3 separate regions of the Rattus norvegicus genome follow, and all the other regions are linked to region 3. Evidence: chromatin contacts called from public Hi-C data. All regions are on one chromosome and are shown on one strand. The core of a region is the stretch at or near the end of the contact, and the rest is flanking DNA. Distances in the headings are between cores, read along the strand shown. Region 1 overlaps Itga9 (integrin subunit alpha 9). Region 2 overlaps Itga9 (integrin subunit alpha 9). Region 3 overlaps Itga9 (integrin subunit alpha 9).

Evidence for each region. A called contact is a pair of places that touch in the nucleus more often than the background predicts.
Region 1: a Hi-C map of liver shows a contact between it and region 3, with 2.2 times the contacts expected there. The contact joins two enhancer-like sites. A contact is called at or near these places in 2 of 12 Hi-C or Micro-C datasets (hepatocytes and liver).
Region 2: a contact with region 3 is called in a Hi-C map of liver, with 5 times the contacts expected there. The contact joins two enhancer-like sites. A contact is called at or near these places in 3 of 12 Hi-C or Micro-C datasets (hepatocytes and liver).

What each region holds. Positions count from the first base shown.
Region 1 is chr8:127,279,968-127,283,382 of GRCr8, forward strand. All of the region lies in intron 15 of Itga9 (integrin subunit alpha 9), which reads left to right. Among named protein-coding and RNA genes, the nearest start is that of Trnaa-ggc2, 23 kb to the left of the region's middle. Within about 2 kb of position 2,109, at least 6 of the 93 cell types and tissues checked have an H3K27ac peak or open chromatin away from gene starts, as enhancers often do. A contact at or near this core is called in liver, where this site is marked.
Region 2 is chr8:127,322,930-127,326,075 of GRCr8, forward strand. The region is part of intron 15 of Itga9 (integrin subunit alpha 9); the gene reads left to right. Among named protein-coding and RNA genes, the nearest start is that of Trnaa-ggc2, 66 kb to the left of the region's middle. Within about 2 kb of position 1,897, at least 23 of the 93 cell types and tissues checked have an H3K27ac peak or open chromatin away from gene starts, as enhancers often do. A contact at or near this core is called in hepatocytes and liver, where this site is marked.
Region 3 is chr8:127,451,123-127,454,285 of GRCr8, forward strand. All of the region lies in intron 23 of Itga9 (integrin subunit alpha 9), which reads left to right. Among named protein-coding and RNA genes, the nearest start is that of Ctdspl, 68 kb to the right of the region's middle. Within about 2 kb of position 1,704, at least 3 of the 93 cell types and tissues checked have an H3K27ac peak or open chromatin away from gene starts, as enhancers often do. A contact at or near this core is called in hepatocytes and liver, where this site is marked.

The DNA.
Region 1 (3,415 bases), core at 859-3,358, 170 kb before region 3:
AAATCTAAAAATAATAAATGTTTAGTATCTTTTACCTCAGGATGGTGTGGTTCCATTTTTAAATAGTTGTTTCTTTGCCTAATTTATAAATTTCACACTAAGTTATTTTATAACGGTTGATGTTGTTTGCAGTTTCATACAGCCACAGGATGTCTAGGAACACATCCCTGTGCCTAAGGGGACTTGGCATCACCCAAATACTTCGTGGGATCCTGTGGTGGTTACTGCCATCAAGGCATTTGATGGGATTTAGAATCTTCTATGGGGCAAGCCTCCAGGCACACCTGTGAGGGAAAACCTAAATTGGGCAAACTGAAGTGGGGAGGCCTACCCTAAAATTGGGCAACACCATCCTCCAAGCTAGGACCTTGCAGCCCATGAAAAGGAAGAAGTGACTGGATCCCAGCATCCATCTCTCTCTGCCTCCTGACTAGATGTGACTGACCCCCTTGCCTCAAGCTCCCACCACCAGGACGTCCCCACCAACGTGGACTGTACACTTGAACGGTGAGCCGAAGTAAACCCCTCTTCCTCTAAGGTTGCTTGTTGGTATTTTTGGCACAGTGAGATGTAGGGCAGTTGGTGCTGATACAGCTACAAAAACTATTAGTTCGTTTTGATACAATCTTACTCTGTTGCCCAGCCTGGGTTGAAACTCACAGGTCTCCCGGGCTTGCCTCAAACTCAGCCCTTCTTGCTCAGCCTCCCAAGTGCCAGGATTACTGCCTGCCATGCCACTTATCTGAAAATTCACCTTTAGCTTGGCATCCCAAGGGCCTGTCTGGTGAGCCCCACGAGGGACTTCCGGTGACCTCCCCAGCAGGGCTTCTCAGTTAAAACATAGCTGATCAGAGCAGAAACTGAGGTCTGGTCAGAACAGTTTGCAGGCTGAGCACGGGCCTCCTGTGTGTGGATATTTGGGGTTTTCAGGGAGAGAAAGCAGACCCTCTTTAGGGGATTGGCACCTTATAGTTACTGTTTGGCTGTTATCATTCGGACAGATGAGGCGGTAAAATATACCGGAGAGAGAGAGACGTAATTCCAAGAACTGTTCAAGGCAGGGAATTAAGCTGTCTTCTACAGTTACTACCTGGACCCGGACAGAGGACCTGGGCAAATGGAGGGTTATTTGAGTGAGACGAAATGTTAAGGAGCTAGCTAGCTGTCCCCGTTGTGGCACAGCTGGTCCAGGAGCTCACAGCCATAGCCCGGTGGCCTACAGGGGTTGTGGGAAAACAGCTGTGGAGGCTGTGGCTTACTCGAGGGTCGAGATAGGGCAGCAGGAATGGGGGAGGGGATGTGGCAGTGATCGCTTCCCAGCCCTGGAGGCATAGACTGGAACCTGAGAGTCAGGGCTAAAGGACCATGACTCAGTCTCTGCAGAGAGGCCTGGCTCTCAGCTCGGCAGACAAGTCATGGAAGATAAATGCAAACGTCCCATCTTATCGAGCGCCATATGGCCGGCAGACAGGCCGGCACTGCGGCCACGCGTGCTTTGTTTAGGTTATCTTTAGGCATTTTTCTTTCTGTCTCTAAGCCTGTTCAGTACTCTCTTGTTTTCTTTTCTGCTTTCTCCCACTAAGCCTTTGCTCCATATATGGTGATATTCTCGCTGTGGTGACCGGCTTGGACCAATACCTGTCTCCTGAGTGCTACCTTGCTCTGCTCGTGAAGGGACCTCCGGGGAGGTTCCACTTTTGCAGCAAGACACACCCTGTTCTTGAGGCAGTGCTGAAGCTGTTCCAGTGGCTTCCTTGATTGTTCCCCAGATGTCGTGCACCCCACTTATCTTTCCCCTTTCCCTCAAACCGGTCTAGCTTTGGAGGTAGCTGCCTTCTCTCTGAGGAACCTGGCTCCGCCCTCTTGCACAGAGGCCCTTGGGCTCCTGCTGCTTTTCTCCAGCCCTGCATTTATGCTAGGTGCTGTTCTTGTGTCTGCCTCGAGCCGTGCACCTCCCGCCCCCTCTTTCTTCTGAAGGTCGCACCCCCTAAATGCTTGCTTTCATAGTTTCTCTTTAAACCAGATGACTGTCAGCGCATTTGTAGAGTAAGAGGGCAGCACCCTTGTGTAAACAGAAAAACTGATCATTGCCTGACCCAGAAGGCGACTCTGCAAAAACAAAATCCGTGAAGTCGGAACGCCGCCATGGAATTCTGGTCAGTTCCTAGTCTCTGCACGTGCCTACCCACGCTGTGGGTTGAAAGGGGAAATTACCAGACCCAGAGAGAAGTGAAAACATTAGGATACCGCAGCGGTGTGCTCTCTTTAATGCTGTTGGAAGGATGAGTGGCGGGTAACTTTTTTAAACTGATGGTCCTTCTATAGAGCCATGCCAAGTGTCATTGATAGCTCACACATGAGCCCACATGCCAGCCTTCGCCGTATTCTGCGTAATGTGCCTCTTCCCTCCCCCATCTGCTGAATGTCTCTGACTGTCCCCGAGGGTTCGGTCCCTTCACAGGCCAGCTCCAGTCATGGTCCCAGGCCCTAAGGACCCTCCCTCACCTTCGGTTCTACCTTCTGGAAATGGTTTCCCAGCAGACTCCTGCTTTGGGATGGTAAGCTCAGAATAAATACCTGGTATGTGGAACCATGTTGGAATGGCCAATTGGACTGACTAGACCCCGGGATCACAAGGAACATCTTCTGTACCTAGAATGGAGCTCGTATTTCTGAGAAACCAGTGCACGGTGTTGGGAGAAGGTGGGCAGGAGAGCTTGAGACAGGAACAAATGTCCTGTGACAGACGGTGTCACCCAGACCAGCCGTGACTACTCCACGTCAGGCAGTACCCGGGAAAGCTTGTCCTTAACCTTGCATTAGATGGAGTGTGGGACAGGACAGTGAACAGGCTCTAGGAACCAGGAAGGAACCATGCTGAGTGAACCATGGGGATGGGGGGAATCCTACACACGAGGCCTGCCCCTCCCTCCTTCCTGTGAGGGTCAGTAATGCCCCCTAGAAGCCCTCAGTAACCCCTGAGGGCTGGCGAGAGGCTCAGCAGGTAAAGGCCATTGCCACGGAGCCTGACAATTGGAGCTGGATCCCTTGGGTCCCTGTGGTGAAAACCTCTAACTTCTGGGATTGTTCTCTAATGCAGTGTTCACATGTATCATGCATGACACCCACCCACCCACACACCCCCACACATACACACACGAATGTAAAAGGAAAAAAGTTTGTTGACCAGAACTGAGCTACTGATCAGCCCAAGAGCCTATCACAGCTGTTAATGTTAAAGCAGGCATAGGAAAACCCACAAGAACAGGACTCTGAGTGCTTGGACCATTCTGGGAAGTCATAGATCTCCTTGAAATGGCTCTAATATGTTTCATGGGGGAACTCGCAAGAGGACTTCAATCGAGTTTCTGTGGCCCCTACTTGTAGGAACAGGTGCCCTGCTGGCCTGGCAGGG
Region 2 (3,146 bases), core at 647-3,146, 130 kb before region 3:
CATGGTACCTCCATCCATGGTGGCTCCTTGGTGGAAGCTGATTCATTGTTGTATCACTTAGCATGTTTGGCACCATATATGGGACATCAGACGATATGACATCATATGAGGGGAGGCAGCATATTTATCGTTCTGCATTTCAATGTTAACGACCAAAACCCAAGCCTCTGTTAACTTGCACTAATAATTCCTAGACCAAAATTCATCTCTATGTTCCAGAGTAGACCCTAGGCCATGGTGTGTCTTTGAGACTCTCAGGACAGAGAGCCCCAAGAAGTGCCCTCTAGGGATAAGCTTGTGTCCCTTGCTGAGAACTCAGGGAGCTGCTCTAAAAAAGTGAAGTACCAAGTCTCAACTTCAGGACCGGGTTCCAAGGCTTTTGATCCTGTTTTTCTTTCTGAAAGACAAATGCAGTTTTATATTGTGGTACTTGACGTTTCACTTCAAGGGGCAGTTCTCGATGAATCGGTGCCGGAAAGACAGTTTCTGAGGGCTGTATACTTTGTGATGGACATTAAAGTACCCATCTGTGTGCCCATCGTCCATCCATCTGTGCTTGTGCCCGTCCACATTCTCATCCATTAATCCTCCAGTCGCTAGTTCCTGCAAGGTATCCAGCACTGTTTGCCTGAAGTTTCCATGATGACGCCTAGCAGTGATGGTGACCCTGTACTAAGAGCCTGTGGTTCATCAGTGCTACTCCAGTTTTCGAAGCAGCTTTGGGAGCAAGACTAGTGACCTCCACCTCACAATGGGACAGAGGAGCGAGCAGAGGCTCATGCACCGTATCTGAGGTCACCTTGACAGACCAGAAGGCCAAAATCAAACTTGGAGCTCTCAGGCTCCTGAGAGCTGAGTGCACAAACAAATCAGTTTTGGGCATCCGGCTCCTGGCTCGCTCCTCCTTCACAGTTGCAATCTGACTCCATGTCAGACTACGGTGGCCTCCCAGGCACACATAGACAGTCCAGGGATACAGTCAGGCATGTATATATGGATGTCTAGTCAAGAGGCATCCACTCATCCCTGGAAGCTGTAGGTGCTCTCCTTCACTTTTGAGGAGGCCATCGTTTTATGAGCCTTGCTTTTTGGCTAGACAGGTCCTGTGAGCCAGGGCCTGTCCTCAGGCCACTTGGGCCCCTGTTCTCCTGACTTGCTGAGTGATGACAGAGGACAGGAAGATGGGAGGAAGATGTTTCAGGGCTGGGTGGAGGATTAGGGTGGAGTCCAGCTGTGTGTGTGTGTGTGTGTGTGTGTGTGTGTGTGTGTGTGTGTGTGCCGCCAACAGGAAGGAGGGCTGGGTTCTCTTTTGCCAACTGGTTCCCAGTATTTCAGGGTTCATTCTGAAAACGCATTGTTACAGTGTGTGCTTGTCATCGATCTGGACTATTGAGCTGTGACCACACCAGCTCAGTTCTGCTTAGAACTATGATGTGACCAGCAGCCAGGATCCGTTCCAAGAGATACCCACCCTGTTCTTTGGCATTGGTCTGGGGCTGGGAAGCTCTTCTGGGTCTGTTTCCAAGTACAGCTGTCCTCCTTACAGGTGGGCGGGCCCTAGAAGGCCACTGGTGGAGAGGCAATGTGGTATGGGACAGTGCTGACCTGAAGGAACTGTCCTGCCCTGGCCCCCAAATCCTGGCCTTTGTGGGATCTGAGCTCTACAAAGTGACAGAATTGTGATTCCGGACAGATCCACTCTCTTCCCAGCCCGCCTTTCCTCTCCTACCTCTGCATTCTGTCTGTGCTAAAATGAAAGCCATTGTTTATTTAAAAGGACCACTTGCCTAATGCCCCTGGAATTTATTTTTTGGAGCTTTTTCCATGGTAATCATCAGTTCAGACTTTGGCTGTCGCTGGGCGGTTATGTAACCAGGGATGGAATGATTCCCACCGGCATGCACAGACTCCAGTGCACAGGACTCCTAGCCGTGCCTGAGAGGGAGCTAGTATACTCCTGGCTGTGTATTCAACCTGCTTCTATGTCCTGCTGGGGGTGAAGAGGTGCAGAGGGGAGGGGGAGGAGGTATGGGGGGAGAGGGAAGGTAGGAATAGCCCATAGAGAAAGTTGGCAAGCAGCTAGAATTGAGTCAGGAGGATAATTTCTTCACGGGGGCCTGTCTTGGATTTGCTGTAGAACTGCTCCATTCTCCTAAGCCATAGACCCTGGGGTTTAGACATCCCTTTGTATAAATCCTATGCCTTCTACCCCCATCTGCACTTTAGCAAAAATCCTGCATATAATTGTTTGAGCCCTGGCAGGATCCTGAAAAACGTTCCTGGCCCTTTCCTCTCTGCTGGCCTCTGTCCTGTGTCACCAGGTGCCTGCTCTCCCCAGCACTATTGACCTCAGAACCACCTTTTGCCAGACTCCAATCCTGAAGTTCCTTGACTTAGTCTCTGGAACCTTGTCTGGGTCCAAGGCGAGCTGCTTTGTCAGGTATGAACAAAGGGAAGCTCAAGGTTTAACTTGTCTTAGACCCTAAAAGGAGGAGTAAGCACAGAGGGGTTTGAAACCCTGACTTAGTCATGGATGGATTGGGGTGGGCTGCAGAGACGGCTCCCTTTGTGGCTCCTATCTTACATCCTCGTGCTGGGAGATGATACATTTATTCTGGCTTGTATCCTTCCTCTCTATGCAACCGAAGATGTATCTTTTCTCCATTGTTCCTCTGCTCACTGTGCTAGTTAATTAGCAATAAAGCAACTTTGTATTTACCCATTTAGCTCCAGAGTGGCTGGTAGAACAAGCCGAGGTGTTGATATGTCAGTCAAGCAGGGCTATTCCTCACTGGAAGTCGCTTACTCCACAGGGGACTTGGGGACTCTGTATACTTCCATTGCTAGCTCTACCATTCACTCCAGGCTTCCAGTCTTTGGCTCCCTGGGGACAGAGGGAAGGCATGCTTCTCTAGACATGATCCATACGCCTTCCACTCTCTCTCCGTCAAGGACGATTTCATCACAGCTGGCCTCAAGAGAGCCTGGAAAATTTGGCTCAAGCTGGACAGCCAGCTCATTCATATAGCGCCATGGTACTGGGCTAGGAGATGAAGAACAGATATCCTTGCAAGATGACAGGGAAGCAGGATTGGCCAGACCTCGGCAATAGAGCCTGTGTGGAACAGTGAGGGGAAATAGGTCTC
Region 3 (3,163 bases), core at 454-2,953:
GAACCTGTTTCGTAGTTGGAGAACTTCCTCTGGCCATGATTGCTTCTCTATGTAATTCCAAGACACTCTTGAGGGTCTCTGTAGAAAGATCAAACAGGAGGCTCCAGTGATAGACCTTTGTGATTCCAGCGCTAGGGAGGCAAAGACAGGAAGATCTCTGGGGTGTGCTAGCCAGCCAGTCTAGCCTAACTGGATAGTTCCAGATTTAGTAAGAGACGGTATCTCAAGAAAATATGGTAGAGAATGATTGAGGAAGATACATAACATCAACCTCAAGCCTACATGGGAACACACACAGACACACACACACACACACACACACACACACACACACACACACACATAAATACACCACACACACCACAAACATATACACTCACATACACACATACCCACACACCAAAAAACACACCCACATACACCCACACACATACAGCTACACATGTACACATACACAAGCTAGAAGATTGTATTGGCTCAACCACAAGGTCTAAAAACCTCCATACATGCCCCAAACCTTCTGGCCATGTTGTTCACTAACCCACCCCCAACCTCCCTCTAATTTGATGCCTTTCAGCCACTGACCCTTTAAGGACTGCCACCGTGTGCTTCCCTGGCCCCTTTCCTTGCTCACAGCTTCTTCTCCTTTCCCGCCCATCCCCCCATATCCACTTCCCAGCCCCTCTCTTCCATCATGCCTTCCTGGGGTTCCCGTAGATGATGCTTCAGAATGTAGGCCCAAGTCCAGAGCCTGCCTTCTCAGGGAGTCTGCCCAGGCCACCAGCCCCAAGTCTGTGAACCCCACTCTTGGTTCCATTTCACTGTGGCATTTCCTTCCCAGCTTTGTCACTCACTAATGTCACTATACTTGATGTCTGTCACCTTCTCTCAGGAGAGCCAAATGTCATGAGAGCCAAGGACACGGCCCTGATTTCTGTATATGTCCAATTCAGTGCCTGGGCGGAAGGATGAGCTAGGAGAAATAAAAATTCCACTGCCTACATCAGCTACACCACCGCCAGATATAATTTCTCTGCCATGGGCTTGGGAGGTAAATCCTTAGCAATCGATAAACTCTGTGATGTATCTAGAGGGGGCTCCATGTGTCCAAAAAGATCTGAAAATTTGTAGTCACTGGGAATCCCAAATAGAGCCATTTTTGGAAACGCCACTCACCCTCCAGCAGAAGTTGCCTTCATTTCAATCTGAGAATCAAAGGGAAGGTGATATTTTCAAATCAGATACAACCACTCACGTTGTCAAAAGCATCAGTGAGAAAGCTTAAAGTCCACAAATTTTGGGATCGATAGTTATGGAATCTATTTTCTCCTAGCCCAACCCCTTACGTACCAACTGATCTTGTCAGTAGCTTTAAACCACTCCCTTTTTCTTCTTTATGTACATGTGTAGATATGAGTCACATATTAAAGTTTCAGAAATAGATCAGGAGAAGGTTTTCCTTTTCCTCAGGAAGGGCCAAACACTTTATAAAGAGGGGAAATGTTTGACCAGATTCTGCAGCAGTAGTCAGAGGGAGATTATTGACTTCTGGAGTGATAGTTGCATTTCTGGGCACGTGAACTACGCATGCTCGTCCAGAGGGCAAAACTGTGTGTCCCCGAGATGTGTCTGTGCACCGTTCATATGCTCTGGAAGGTAGGGACAAGCTGGCCAGGGCTCCATGGACATCATACAAGCCAGAGGCTGACCTTTGAACTGTGTGGACATTGAGAATAAATCAAACCAGCAGTGCCATCTCCTTGCTGGCCGAGGGTGAGCATTCTTATCTCGGAGCCTGAACGTACCGTGTCCCAGCTGTTGGGACTCCCCGTCACCCCTGGGTGGGCTGGTTGGAATGCCGAGACTTAAATGTGTGGTGTTTTCTGGCCCCCAACATGAATAGGCCTTAACAATGAGGGCTAACCGGTCAGTTTCCCTTCAGCCCTTCAACCAAACGCGACCACCGGCCTCACTGGTGCAGGCATAATGGGATGTTAAAGAGCCCATAACGGAAACTTCGCTGAGGATAAACAGAGCTCATCAGCCACAGCCGAGAAACACATGGTTCTCATTTAACCTGCTGAGGCCAAACCAAGTGTGCCTCAGAAACATAAAAATGGGGACCGGCTTTCTCACGTGTACCCCAAAATTCCTTCTGACCATAAGTCATGGCCTTGGCATTACTAGCCCCTAAGAAGTCGTTTGGTCTCCCTGGCCATCGGGGGTCCTACCCTTTACAAACTCTTCTTAAATTTCCTAAACACGAGCCCTGAGGCACACTTCAGACTTCCCTGAGGTCCTTGAAACCTGAGACCCAGTGAATCCGTTACCAGCTTCACTTTCCGCTGCTCTGGGGTGCACGCACCTCCAAAAGGCGGTCCAAGAGGTTAGATAGAGTGTGGAGGGTAGAGATGGCATCCAAAGGGTTACAGACCTTTTGATAGAAGGAGGATCCTCAAATAATATGCGCAGCGTGAACTCTGCAAAGCTGGGTGGACGCAAACTTCACTCTTCACCGTAGAGGGATCGAAGAGCCGAAACTGGAATCTGAACAAACTAATACAATCCCAAGGTCTGTGCTGTGTCCCAGTGGGTGGGGGTGGGGTGTCGTGACGGGTTCATTCATTATCCAAGTCAGTAGACCATCCCGCTTCCAAAGTGTCTGGCCATCTGTGGAAGGCGAGCATCTCGGGCCTGCATGTCAAGTGCTCAGATAACGTATTTACGCCTCCGTCTCTCACGGCGACGATCCAGCCACATCTGGAAATTCTTCGCTGTCACTTCATCTCCGAAAGTACTTCCCTTCTGTATCACTTCAGCTCCAGGAAAAGCCATCCATGCTTGTGAAATGGGCCTCTCCGGGGCCCGCCTTTCTCTGATTACATGGAAATGAGTACTCTTTTATGGGGAGCCTGGTGTGGCCTGCACTCCTGACTCCCCTGACTCCCCGGTATATCGGCTGCTTACCCCCAAAGAGGAGAAAAGGGGCTCAGGACCAAGGGGGGAAGCCTTGCATCGGCCATCCCTAGAGCTGGTGGGAATACATGCATCTCCCTATAGCATAAGAGTTAGCAGGCTCACGGGAGGCGGGCTCACAGGATGCTGCACCCTGTGCTTCCTGGAGTGTCGGTATCAAGGTTTCTTTTCTCCTCTGTCTCATCTT